Regions from separate parts of the Mus musculus genome. Here all the other regions are linked to region 1. The links are chromatin contacts, called in public Hi-C and promoter capture Hi-C maps. All regions are on one chromosome and are shown on one strand. Each heading gives the region's core, a stretch centred on a gene start, on an enhancer-like site or on the middle of the called end of the contact. The rest is flanking DNA. Distances are from core to core; before and after follow the strand shown.

Region 1 (2,639 bases), core at 51-2,550:
GGTGGCCAGCACCTTTGCATGTACCAAGAAGGCCCAAGTCCAGAGGGGTGTGGCCCCCATGGGCTGGGGAGGAGCCGTGCTGGTGTGGAGACTGGGTTCTCACACCTGGGACCCCATTCGTATAGATGACCATACCTATAGTCTAACCTCCCGGCACCCCACCACCTTGGGAATCTATTAAACCAGAGTTGCTGGTCGGCCATTCCTCTTTGGACCCATGCCCCTCTCCATTCGTTCTACTTTGCTGCCCTCGCAAGTACTCCGCCAAAACCCATCAGGAGGAAAGAGGCTGGTTTCAGGGAGCCCCGCCCTCTCCCAACCCACCTCAGGCTGCTAGCAGCCTCCACCTGCTGAGCATCAGCTGAACATCCCTGCTGGGGTGAGAGTTTGAAAGATTGGGGGATTGGTGGTGAAGGAGGGTGGGGTGGGGCCTAAAACGCTTAGGCCAGACTTCTGTCCCTGTTAACAGTCAAGTAGGTTGATACAAGGTGAGTAAGGTTTTGTGTGTGTGTGTGTGTGTGTGTGTGTGTGTGTGTGTGTGTGTAGGGGGTCTCCATGCATAGCTCAGCGCAATCCGTCGGTGCCCTTGGAACCTAAAGACGCTGATACCCAAACGAAGGGCGTGCACAGCTGGTGCAGTCTATATCTAGCGGTCAATGCCTTGGTGCCTGGAATGCTTTAGCAGGTGGTCGCGGGGCGCTCGTCTCAAGAGGAGCCGGACAGAGCCAGCGCAGACTTCTGCAGGCCAGCAGGGGTCAGGGGCGGACCCGGGGAGGGGCCTTGCTTGGTCTTAGGCCGGGCGGTCACCTCTGTGCTCGATCAGATCAAGCAATCTGCTGTGAGCTGAGACCCGGTCAAGCGCTGGACGGGTAGGGGGCTCGTAAAGGGGCTCAGGCGGGCTGCGGGGCCCAGGGGTTGGGTGAAGAGGAGACGGGATGGAAGGGGGCGGGGAAGAAGGGACTTATTGGAGAGGCGGACAGAGAGGGTCGGCTTGAGGAGGAAGCACAGGAGCCCGAACACTGGGCGAGCGTACTGAAGGGGGCCTGGAGTCTAGAGATGTAGGTTCTTAGGGCACAGGCTAGCAGACGCGCCACCGGTCGTCCGCTCCTCAGGGAACCACAAGACCCACCCGGTAGTAAATCTCCAAGTGTAGAGGGCGCGTGCATGAACCCCCTGTGGAAGTAGCTGCGGGTGTAGCCAGGTGTTTGCCCCGCCTCCTGGAAGTTCTGCGGCTGCGCCTCCTGTCTACCACGCTGGCCACTCCTTCGGGGCGTGGTCAGTCAGGTAACCACGCCTCTCCATGCGGCCCTTGAGCCTACGCGCGGGTTTTTGGGTGTTGTAGTCTGCGTGTGCGCGTTGAATCAGCCACAGGCCTGTGGGACGCAGAGCTAGGAATCCATTCTATGCGTGCCTGGGGAGCCACGGGGTAGTGCAAGGTACGGTTCTGTTCCTTCCGGTGTCCTGAAGACGAAAGCGGGCTGAATTCTCCACTACAGAGGACCGCGGAGTCCTTGGCGCGACTACAAAGCTCCAGGCAGGGTTTGTAGCGTGCGGAAGGCGCATGCGGGGTCTGCTGGGTGGAAGACAAGCAGAAGTCTTTGGGATGCATAGGGGCAGTAGGATAGGTGTGGGACACGGGCTAGTATCTGTGGGGTGTCAGGGTCCTTCTGTGAATACAGAGTATAGGTGAGGACCTCAGCGTTACGAGCCTCGGGGCAAGAGTCTGAGTGCTGGCCCGCATCCTGGGCTCATGGTTGCAGAACCGTCGGGAGGATAAATCCCCAGGCTGCCTAGTGGGACCTTTGAGCGCCATTTCTCTCCTTGTCATTCCTCTGGAACGGAGTTCTTTTGCTTTCAAAGTATCTTCCTCAGGTCAGGAATCACCACGTGCGCCTGCCCCAGCGACTTTAGAGCACGTGTTGCCTGCAAGGAAACCCCACTGCCCACGCCCTGGACGTGGCGCGCCTCCAAGGCTCATTGTTTAGCTCAGAGGTTGTAGGCACCCTGACAACTGTTAACAACTTCCCTTTGGAACAGGTGGAATCTGCAGCTTGTACAGGCTGCCTGTAGTAGCCAGTCTTTTCTGTACTTCCAGCATCTCTGTGACAGGGATACTAGACTTGGCTAATAGCCTAGGAATAAACCATATTGACGTGACTCCTCACCCGGTGAGTGTTCCCATCCTAACTTCCCTGTCTTCACGATGTTGGTCGGAACCTCAGGGGGCTAGAAGATGTTTGTGGGCCTTCTCTCAGTGGAGAGGATAGACTAAATCCTTAGACTTGCTTGCCTGACTGTTAAGAAGTAGCCTCCTCCCAGTGAGACTCAAGGACTCCGGGAGCTGCTCAGATGGACTCAGCAGGGCACAGAGCCTCTGACTTTGCAGAGCCTGACACATTCTCCGGGCTAGGGAGCCGGATGTGTGCCTTCCAACAAGGCACTGGGGCTGAGGAAAGAGATTGATTCTGGGCATTTGAGCCAGTGGCAAAGATACAGTCAACACTCAGCCACCACAATGGGAGAAGGGCATTGGCGTTTGTTTTCCCCCCTTCCTTAATTAAAAGGAACCTTCCTGTTTCAAGATAAAAAGAAAGTGGGCCTTGGAAAGAAGTTTGTGAACAGTTGTATTCCACACTTCT
Region 2 (2,639 bases), core at 103-2,602, 500 kb before region 1:
ACTTACATCTCACACATGCCTGGTGACTGAGGAGGTCAGAAAATGGCATTAGATTCCTTAAAACTGAAGTTATAGATGGCTGTGAGTCACCATGTGGGTGCTATAAACCAATTCCAGGTCCTCTGAATGAGCAGCAAGTGCTCTTACGCACTGGACTTAAGTATTGGCCTCCAGTCCCCAAATCAATAGTCTGAGGCAAGGCTCAGTTAAAATGCCTTGTCTTATATCTTTACAAGTTTCTAAACTGGGCAAAGAAGAGGTTAGTGTTCTTGACTAGCCATCTAAAATTCCGATTTTCCATCTAGGGAAGGTGTGTGAGTGTTCTTTGCCTCTTACTTCTTCCTTCTCTGATTTGTGGTTCATGGCCCCTTCCTTGGCAGCGTTTTGAGGGCTAGGTGCAGGGAGGCTATCGGGTTTGGGTAGTTGTAAGTAAGTCGGCACTCTGTAGGACACACTGTACCGCTGGGAGTTCTTGGAATTATATTTTTCTGATCTCTGGTCGTCATTCCTGCATGCCAGCAATGCTTCTCAAATACTATCTGTTCAAATGTTCTTCATTGCACGTCTCTACTAGATTCTGCCGGCATACCACAGGCTTTCCTGCTTCCCTCTCTACTGTCAAACATAATCAAGGCTTTTCCCCCTTTAACTTGTAGGACTCCAAGCTCCAGGTATCCTGAGAGTAGTGCTGTGGCTAGGGAAGTGGAACTCTACCTGCTAATGGGAGTCAGGACACAGCCCTCTGCACACTCTGCAGCTGCTCCCTGTGAGGAGCCTGTGCCCGCTTTCTGAGAACACTACTCTGACCCTCTTCCCAACTACGTGTCATCATAGTTTCCTCCTCCCTTCACTCGGGTCAAGGCCCCTGCCCCATGATGGTCCATGTGGTGCCTCGGATCAACGCTAGTTTCACCTCAGGTCACTCATGCCTCTTCCGTACTTCTGAAGCACTCGTGGTTTCCGCGGCCTCTTTCCTGCATGTCGGAGGGGCCATTTTTCACCAACCCTGTAGGTATCCCGGCTCAGAACACCCAGACCAGAAGTCCAAGGCTGTCATCAATAAGGATCTAGAGGGGCCGGCCCCGCCCCCCATCCCGCCCCGCCCCTCCAACGGGCCTGCCCCTCCCACAGGCCGTCCTCGCCCACAGGCCGGCCTCTTTCATAGGCCCCGCCTCCAAAGCGCTTCCCGCCCCGCAGCCACGCCCCCTGGTGCCCTCGCGGCGTCGGGCGGCCCTGCGCCCAGCCACTGTGGTCGCGGTGCGTCTCTCGTGCCCACCTGGTGATGCTCTGATTGGCCGAGCTCGCATCGGCCCACCCAGTAGTTCCGGTCGGCCGAGGCTCGCGCCTGCGCAGTGCACTAGGCTGTCAGGTAAAGGGCTGGCAAGCGGTGGCAGAGAGTAGTGCTGTCATGACTGAGGGCACGTGAGTCGCGGACCCTGGGCTTCCCGCGGGTGTTGCGAGGGACGCGGCAGGGCGGTGGCAGGGAAGGTGTCTGGACAGCAGGGTGGCATGGCTGGTGGCTCTGCATGCCTGGATTGCAGGCATCCCACCTGGGCGGAGTCTAAGGAAGGCTGCTTCCTCTCGCTGGTCCCCTCAGGTGTCTGCGGCGTCGTGGGGGACCCTATAAAACTGAGCCCGCCACCGATCTCACCCGCTGGCGGCTCCAGAATGAGTTGGGTCGGCAGAGATGGACTTATTATCAAGCGGAGGACGACCCTGGTCGAGAGCAGACCGGGCTAGAGGCCCACTCTTTGGGACTGGACACAGTAAGTGATGTGATTCTGAAAGCACCATTCCATCCCAAGACTGGAAGCCATCACTGATCAGCCTACACCGTGCCTTCCTGAGCCAGAGCTCTGAAACAGTGGAGAGCCTTATTTAAAAAACAGGCAACCAGCCAGTAATATATGCATATGTGTAAACCAATGTATATGTGGGTATAGTGTGATATGAGGAAAAGCTGACTATAAGAGGATCAGGAAAGTTCACAAGTTATGTAAGAAGATGTAAAGCTAGTTGCTTTTCTAGTTCTAACTCTGTCATGGGCTTTGTGGTTTGGGCAATAGATTAATGCATAAAATATAGTGGGTACTGAAAGTGCATCATTTTATGGAAAGTTTCACAGTCTCCCTTTTCAAATGCCAAGGTCATTAAGTTGAGTAGACTTTGTGTTTGGTTAATTTTGGTGTGCGATGTTTTTATTAATTTGCAGGTTTCTTTTTATTTTAATAATAAGGCTTATAATTTTTTGTTTTTTAAAACAGATATGAACCTGGGCCCGGCAGGCATACCTGTAATCCTAGCCGCTGAGTAGGCTGTGACAAGGATAAAGTTTAAGATCTGCCTGGGCAGCTGAGTAGAGCTTGTCTCAGAAAATAAAGAGGCTGGGCATGGTAGTGCTGGTCTTTAATCCCGGCACCCAGGAGGCAGAGGCAGGCAGATCTTTGTGAGTTTGAGGCCAGCCTGGTCTACAGAGCAAGTTCTAGGCCAGCCAGGTCTACGTAGTGTGACCCTATCTCAAAAATGATAACAAATAAATAAAGAAGAGGGCTGCTGATGTGGGTCAGTGTTTGTGAGTGTTTGCCTCAATTCAATCTAAACAACAAAAAGTGTGGTACCTCCTTCCGGAGACAGGAGTA
Region 3 (2,639 bases), core at 53-2,552, 410 kb before region 1:
CTGGGAAACGCACTGTTCCCAAGACTGAAGCACAGCTTTCAGAATGGATGCTCTAAACCCCTATGTTCAACCCCTCCCAATTGGTATCACCTGTTCCCTGGGACCCTAGGTCCAAGCCCAGTCTCTGGCCCCACCTTTTCTCTCTAAGGGATCCCAGACACCTGTGTAACCTCCAGTTTCTGTGAGATGAAGCTGCAAATGCCCTGTTTCTTTTTTTCCTTTGCTATGTGTGTGCTAGCCTCAAGAGCCAGAACTATTTAACTGGGGGAAGGGGAGGAACCCAGCAACTTAATCTGGACCTTAAATGTTCCTTGTTGGTACCTTGTCCCTCTATGGCACTTGGCTCCATGTCCTCAGATGAGTATGGAGATACCCCCAGAATACCCAGGCTTCACGAGGGGGCTGTGTTGCTGTCTATAGGAGAGGTGTCTCTGAGGTTGCCCACTGGAGTCCCCAAGGGACTGGAGTGCCCAAGGGAGTCTCAGGGCTAGGATAGAGCCAAGAGTGACAGACTTTATTATTCCTGGGTCCACCCTCATCTTTATGATTCCTGCCTGGTCTCTCCTTAAGCACAGTGGGAGTACCTCGAGATGGCGAGGTGTCCCCTTGAGAGCACCTGGCTAGCCCACTGCTGGGACCTGAGACTCCCTTCTCTGCCTCCCGCAGAGTACCCTTGAAGTCCATCTGAGGAACTAGTTCAAGTGGCTCTGTTACCTTCCTTCCCCATGAAGACTACCCTTCTTCCTTAGGGCCTACGGAGAGGCTAACAACGGACTGTGTGCAGGTTCAAGTCACAGCGTATTTTCCCATTGAGGCAATTTAGGTTCCTTAACCCTTGGGAGACAACTCAGACCTGCTAGCAATGGCCATGGGTCTGACCAGATGTGAGACACTCTGAGGACTGGGGAAGGAGCAGGGATCTGGTCTGTCAGTGGTGAGCAGAAAGCTGTGGAGTCTAGAATAAGAAGCCTGCACCCCAACCAGGCTCTGTCGAACAGAGGCCTAGGGGCCACCTGGAGACTAGAACCTGGGGCAGGACCTTCGGTTTGGGTAGAACTGTGCTCACCTTAGACCCCTGAGGTGCAGCCCCCGAATCCTGTTCCCCCTTTTCCCGCGTGTCCCAGCTGGACACCATGCGAAGAAGCTTACCTGGCTTGGAGAAGATGCCTGGGTACTTCCCGAGGACAGCCCGGGTCCTGACGGCCCGAGGTGCGGGCGCCGAGTGGGTAGGAGGGAGGGGACCCAGGCGCGGCCCGGGACTGAACGGGAGGGGACCAAGCCAGGGGCCTCCCACTTTAACTCTGTCCCGGGCGGGCGGATGCCTGGAAAACTCGACCGCTGGGGGGCGCTGCGGCCCCGCGGATGGGCGGGGTCAGCGGGTGGGGCTGCTGGACGGACTAAGATGAAGCTGGGGAATGAGCTGGGGGAGGGGAGGAAAGGAAGGCGAGGGGAGGGAGTGGCCAGGACACGCAGCAGGGTTGGAGCTGGACCATCTCTGTGCTGTAGTGCCTGGTGACTTTTTTATTTTTCCTTGCAAGCCTCTGGACTCCTAGGTCTCCCAGACCTTTGCTCAAGCTCCCTCCTCCTCTACGTAAAGGAAGGAGCCCCCCCCCCCCCCCCCCGTAGAAGCTATTCTTATCCTGTTGGGCCAGGGCTCCCTCCCCCGCTCCCCCCACCCCCAGTATTCTGACTGAAGTTGGGCGGGATGTGGGGTTGAACTTCAAAGTGCAGTGAAGGGATGCAAAGAACGTATGTCTTTGGGGTTCAGCGGGCCCTGAATTGGTATTGAGGCTCCTGGAAGTTGATAGGGCCCTGAAGAGGCAAGAGGACCAGGCATAGATGTAGGAGCCCTGGCATTGGTATATAACCCTTTCCTCCAAGAATCCCAGAGGTCGGCTTTGAGTGGGGTCTGCTCACATCGCTGGCAGGGTGCATAAGCTATGGCTAGGGCCTTAACTTTCTAGCCTGGAGTAGGACTGGCTCTGAGAAGTACAGGCAGGGATAGGGAAGGGGCTCAATTCGGGGCAGTTCTCAAGGGTGCAGGGTAGTGGGGGTGATGAGGCTTGTTTCTCATACAGCTGAGTAAATCTCTGATCTAGCCCCTGACTTCCAGTCCCACTCTGTGTTCTCCCCCTACCCCCTCCTGTCCAGGGAGGAACTACTTTTGGTAAGCCCATATTGCTGGAGGTCCTTGTCTTTAGGACCTTCCTGCCTCTGCCCATTGAAGCTTTGTCATCTCTTTCTTCTGATGTCTCACACCTGAGAAGTTGGCTCAAGGCACCTTCCACAGTGTCTTGGATCCTTGTGCCTAAGTAGTAATGGAGGACCAGTGTTTCTTCTAAGGAATAGGAAAATGCCATTAAGGTGACCTCTTGGGAGCTGAAAGCTGTCCCTACAGGTCCCAGCCTGAGAGATATCAGCCTGTACCACTTACCACTTGCAGTCCCTAGGACCTGGAGCCCTGACCTGACTATTAGCAATGCAGCATCAGTACCAGCCTTTCATGGGCAGTGCCAGCTATTGCTGTGTGCCGTGCTCTGTGCTGGAGGTCTTTTGAGAGGGTAGGGAGGGACTAGAGCCAGAGGTGTAAGTATGCATGAGTGTCTTATGTATGGTATTTGCATCTCTCTCTCTCTCCC
Region 4 (2,639 bases), core at 45-2,544, 300 kb before region 1:
CTCCAAGGCTGTTTGGAGTTGGCCCAACACCCACAAATCTGAGGCTGGATATTCTGAGAACCCTAGCTAGCAGTGGAGCCAGAAAATTCACATAGCTCTAACTCTTTCCTCTTCTCCGGAGGAAGGGGCGATTTCCCCCCAGAAAAGCAGCTGACCCACGCCGCAGGCTGCAACACATGGGTGTCCCCACGGATCCCCGTGGAAATCTTGTCTCGAGTCTCACTGCCAAAGCCTCGTCCTGGGAGCGTGACCCTGACTCCCGAGGACAAGCAGAAGCTTCCCCAGGGGCAGAAGCAGGAAGCAGACAGACACTTTAGCAGGACACTCTACGCCAGCTGGAGCCACGGCTTAAGCACAGACAAAAGCATTTGGAGAACGGGCATCTTTGGAGCTGTAGGCAGAGGTTTCTGCTCTAATCTGCTTCTCTTACATACACCCCTAAACCCCGGTCCTCACCGCCCAATCTATATAGAGCCTCTGCACGCTGGTCCTTTCTATGGAGGTAGAGGGACCCAAGGGATGCACAGATAGCTGGGGCAGCTGCACAGGTCACCAGAGAGTGCCATAATCATTCTGTGCTTGCTGCTGGTGGTCTCTAGACGAGAAGCCAGTGGGCAGAACGAGTCATATCTCCTTTTCCGCCCCAAGATCCCTTGCAACCTTTTGGTTCCATCAGCTAAGTTTCTAACAGCTCCCCCCGCCCCATACACACACAAGTGCACAATGACTCCCTTCTCTCCGGGAGCTGTGAACCTGACCTTGGGGAGGTAAAGGGCTCTGAAAAGTGGGTACCCTTGACCCTGGGGATAGTTGAGAAATGGCTACATGCAAAGCAGGGATTGAGTACCATGAATAGCAGGCCCATGCTGAGCACAGAGTTATCCACTGAGCCTGCTGAGGGCTGCAGCGCCCCAGGAACACTTTACACAAGGGTCCTTGGGCTCTTATCCTTTCTCAAGGGACCCTCTCCATCGAATTGCCAGCTAGCATGGCTGGCTGTGAACACAGTGACTGGGGGCTCTGGTTCTGGACGGGTTAAACTTTCCTATTACCTCATACTGGCCTCCTGCCTGTAGAGAGAGAGAGAGAGCAACATCTGGCAGAGGTATTTCTCCAGCAGAGCTTGGGCCTCTGGAGGAGCAGCCTGGCTCCTTACCAGAGGCCAGCTGCAGGCTTAGGCGGAACTCAAGGGAGGGGGCTTCCCGGGAAAGGATAGCCACAGTGGTGCCGCACCACCTGGGTCCCCGAAGCCCACCCTCAAGGGCCTGGAGATGACAGCCAAGCATTCCTGTGAACAAGAGTCACTTCCTGTCCTGCTAACCCTGGGAAGATGCTGGAGCTGCGGTGTGGAGGGCTGGGCTAAGCATTACCCCAGACGTTTTGAGGGGCTAATAGGGTTTCAAAATGAGATCTACTACGAGCCCAGGACCGTGTTGGAGACCACCAGGTCTGGGGTATGCCCTCCTTGTCTTTATCCCCCAACAGCCACAAAAGCAGATCCTGCCCCTCCCACCCCCAACCAGAGTCTGTAAGTGATATTCTGGGGATCAGACTGCTGATCAACATGCAAAATTGCTGCCTTTCTCAGCCAGAGGTGGCGCTGGGGAGCTGGGGAGCCGCACCAGGCATGCGTCCTGTCTCTGCAGAGCCCCTGGCACTTGGAGTGTGGGTTCCACTGTATAAGCCTCGCGCTGAACTGTGATTGATATTTCCCAGCTGCTGCCAAGACTCTTCGTGGAAAACTGCTATAGCCTGACCGCCTGAGTTCTAGCGAAGACAAGCCTAGTCAGAGAAGACTTCCTCACCCCACCCTGCTGTGCGCAGGAGAGAACAGGACACTCCCTGCTCTCTGCAGGGAGCCAAGCAGGGGACTCCAGGCCCAGTTCACTCTTCACCTCAGGTAGCCAAGGATTGTCACAGCGGAACAGCAATATATGCAAGGGGTTGCTAAGACCCTTGGTCTCTTCTCAGCCACACTGGGGCTTGGAGACTCTCCAGCCTGCTGCTTCAGGGTGGCCTGGCTGGCAGCCTTGTCCTCTCACCCTGCCTGGCCTCATCCCCCAACCATGGAAGCCCCTCATCCTTGGTACTCTCTGAAGATGTCGAGGAGACCGAGGGACCCAAGATCAGCCAGGGCAGCAAGACAGGCTGCATGCAAGAGGTGGTCAGGGGTCTTTTCTAGCCTCTGTGCTCTAGGCTGGGGACATAAGAACCAGGGACATTCAGATCTGGGCTGGTTCCTGCTCTGTCATCTACCAGTTCTGTGACCTAAGGCCAGAGAAACAAGCCAACATTGTGTTGCCACATCTTCAGGAGATACCCCTCTTAGTATTGGTTAGTGAGAGTTTATGATGGGCTATTAATGGCAGTGTCGGAGTAAGACAGTCTCAATTCCTTATCAGGAGGCCACCATCAACAGGTCCCATGTAGACTCTGTCCAGATGTGCTAGAATAGTGATTCTTAGCCTTCCTAATGCTGTGATGATTTAATATAGCTCTCCATGTCGTGCTGACCCCCGACTATAAAATTATTTCATTACTGCTATTGTTAAGAAGCCGGGCAGTGGTGGCACACACCTATAATCCCAGCACTTGGGAGGCAGAGACAGGTGGATTTCTGAGTTCGAGGCCAGCCTGGT

What was found. Promoter capture Hi-C pulls out the DNA fragments that hold promoters and counts their contacts. Hi-C and Micro-C count contacts between places; a contact is called where the count stands out from the background.
Region 2: a Hi-C map of Th1 cells shows a contact between it and region 1, with 5 times the contacts expected there. The contact joins the promoter of Lss here to the promoter of Slc19a1 in region 1. A contact is called at or near these places in 4 of 39 promoter capture datasets (the C10 cell line, hippocampal neurons, liver and 1 more), 12 of 484 Hi-C or Micro-C datasets (B cells, CD4 T cells, CD8 T cells and 4 more), 3 of 115 datasets of contacts at active chromatin or transcription factors (embryonic stem cells, neural tube and stem cell-derived neural progenitor cells) and 1 of 9 other capture datasets (embryonic stem cells).
Region 3: a contact with region 1 is called in a promoter capture Hi-C map of stem cell-derived epiblast-like cells, with 4 times the contacts expected there. The contact joins the promoter of Col6a2 here to the promoter of Slc19a1 in region 1. A contact is called at or near these places in 13 of 39 promoter capture datasets (the 3T3-L1 cell line, 3T3-L1-derived adipocytes, cranial neural crest and 6 more), 8 of 484 Hi-C or Micro-C datasets (the N1E-115 cell line, cerebral cortex, embryonic stem cells and 4 more), 1 of 115 datasets of contacts at active chromatin or transcription factors (astrocytes) and 1 of 9 other capture datasets (embryonic stem cells).
Region 4: a Hi-C map of CD8 T cells shows a contact between it and region 1, with 3 times the contacts expected there. The contact joins the enhancer-like site here to the promoter of Slc19a1 in region 1. A contact is called at or near these places in 13 of 39 promoter capture datasets (the 3T3-L1 cell line, 3T3-L1-derived adipocytes, the SN4741 cell line and 6 more), 10 of 484 Hi-C or Micro-C datasets (CD8 T cells, the N1E-115 cell line, cerebellum and 1 more), 3 of 115 datasets of contacts at active chromatin or transcription factors (all in embryonic stem cells) and 1 of 9 other capture datasets (embryonic stem cells).

Annotation. Positions count from the first base shown.
Region 1 is chr10:77,031,912-77,034,550 of GRCm38.p6, forward strand. It overlaps Slc19a1 (solute carrier family 19 (folate transporter), member 1), which reads left to right and starts at 1,301. Exons shown (of 6, transcript NM_031196.3): 1 at 1,301-1,436.
Region 2 is chr10:76,530,253-76,532,891 of GRCm38.p6, forward strand. Lss (lanosterol synthase) reads left to right here and starts at 1,353. Exons shown (of 22, transcript NM_146006.2): 1 at 1,353-1,422; 2 at 1,598-1,766. The coding sequence starts at 1,409.
Region 3 is chr10:76,622,102-76,624,740 of GRCm38.p6, forward strand. Col6a2 (collagen, type VI, alpha 2) reads right to left here and starts at 1,303. Exons shown (of 28, transcript NM_146007.2): 1 at 1,150-1,303.
Region 4 is chr10:76,731,832-76,734,470 of GRCm38.p6, forward strand. No RefSeq gene overlaps it. Among named protein-coding and RNA genes, the nearest start is that of Col6a1, 7.1 kb to the left of the region's middle. Within about 2 kb of position 1,295, at least 160 of the 459 cell types and tissues checked have an H3K27ac peak or open chromatin away from gene starts, as enhancers often do. A contact at or near this core is called in 3T3-L1-derived adipocytes, CD8 T cells, hippocampal neurons and 1 more, where this site is marked.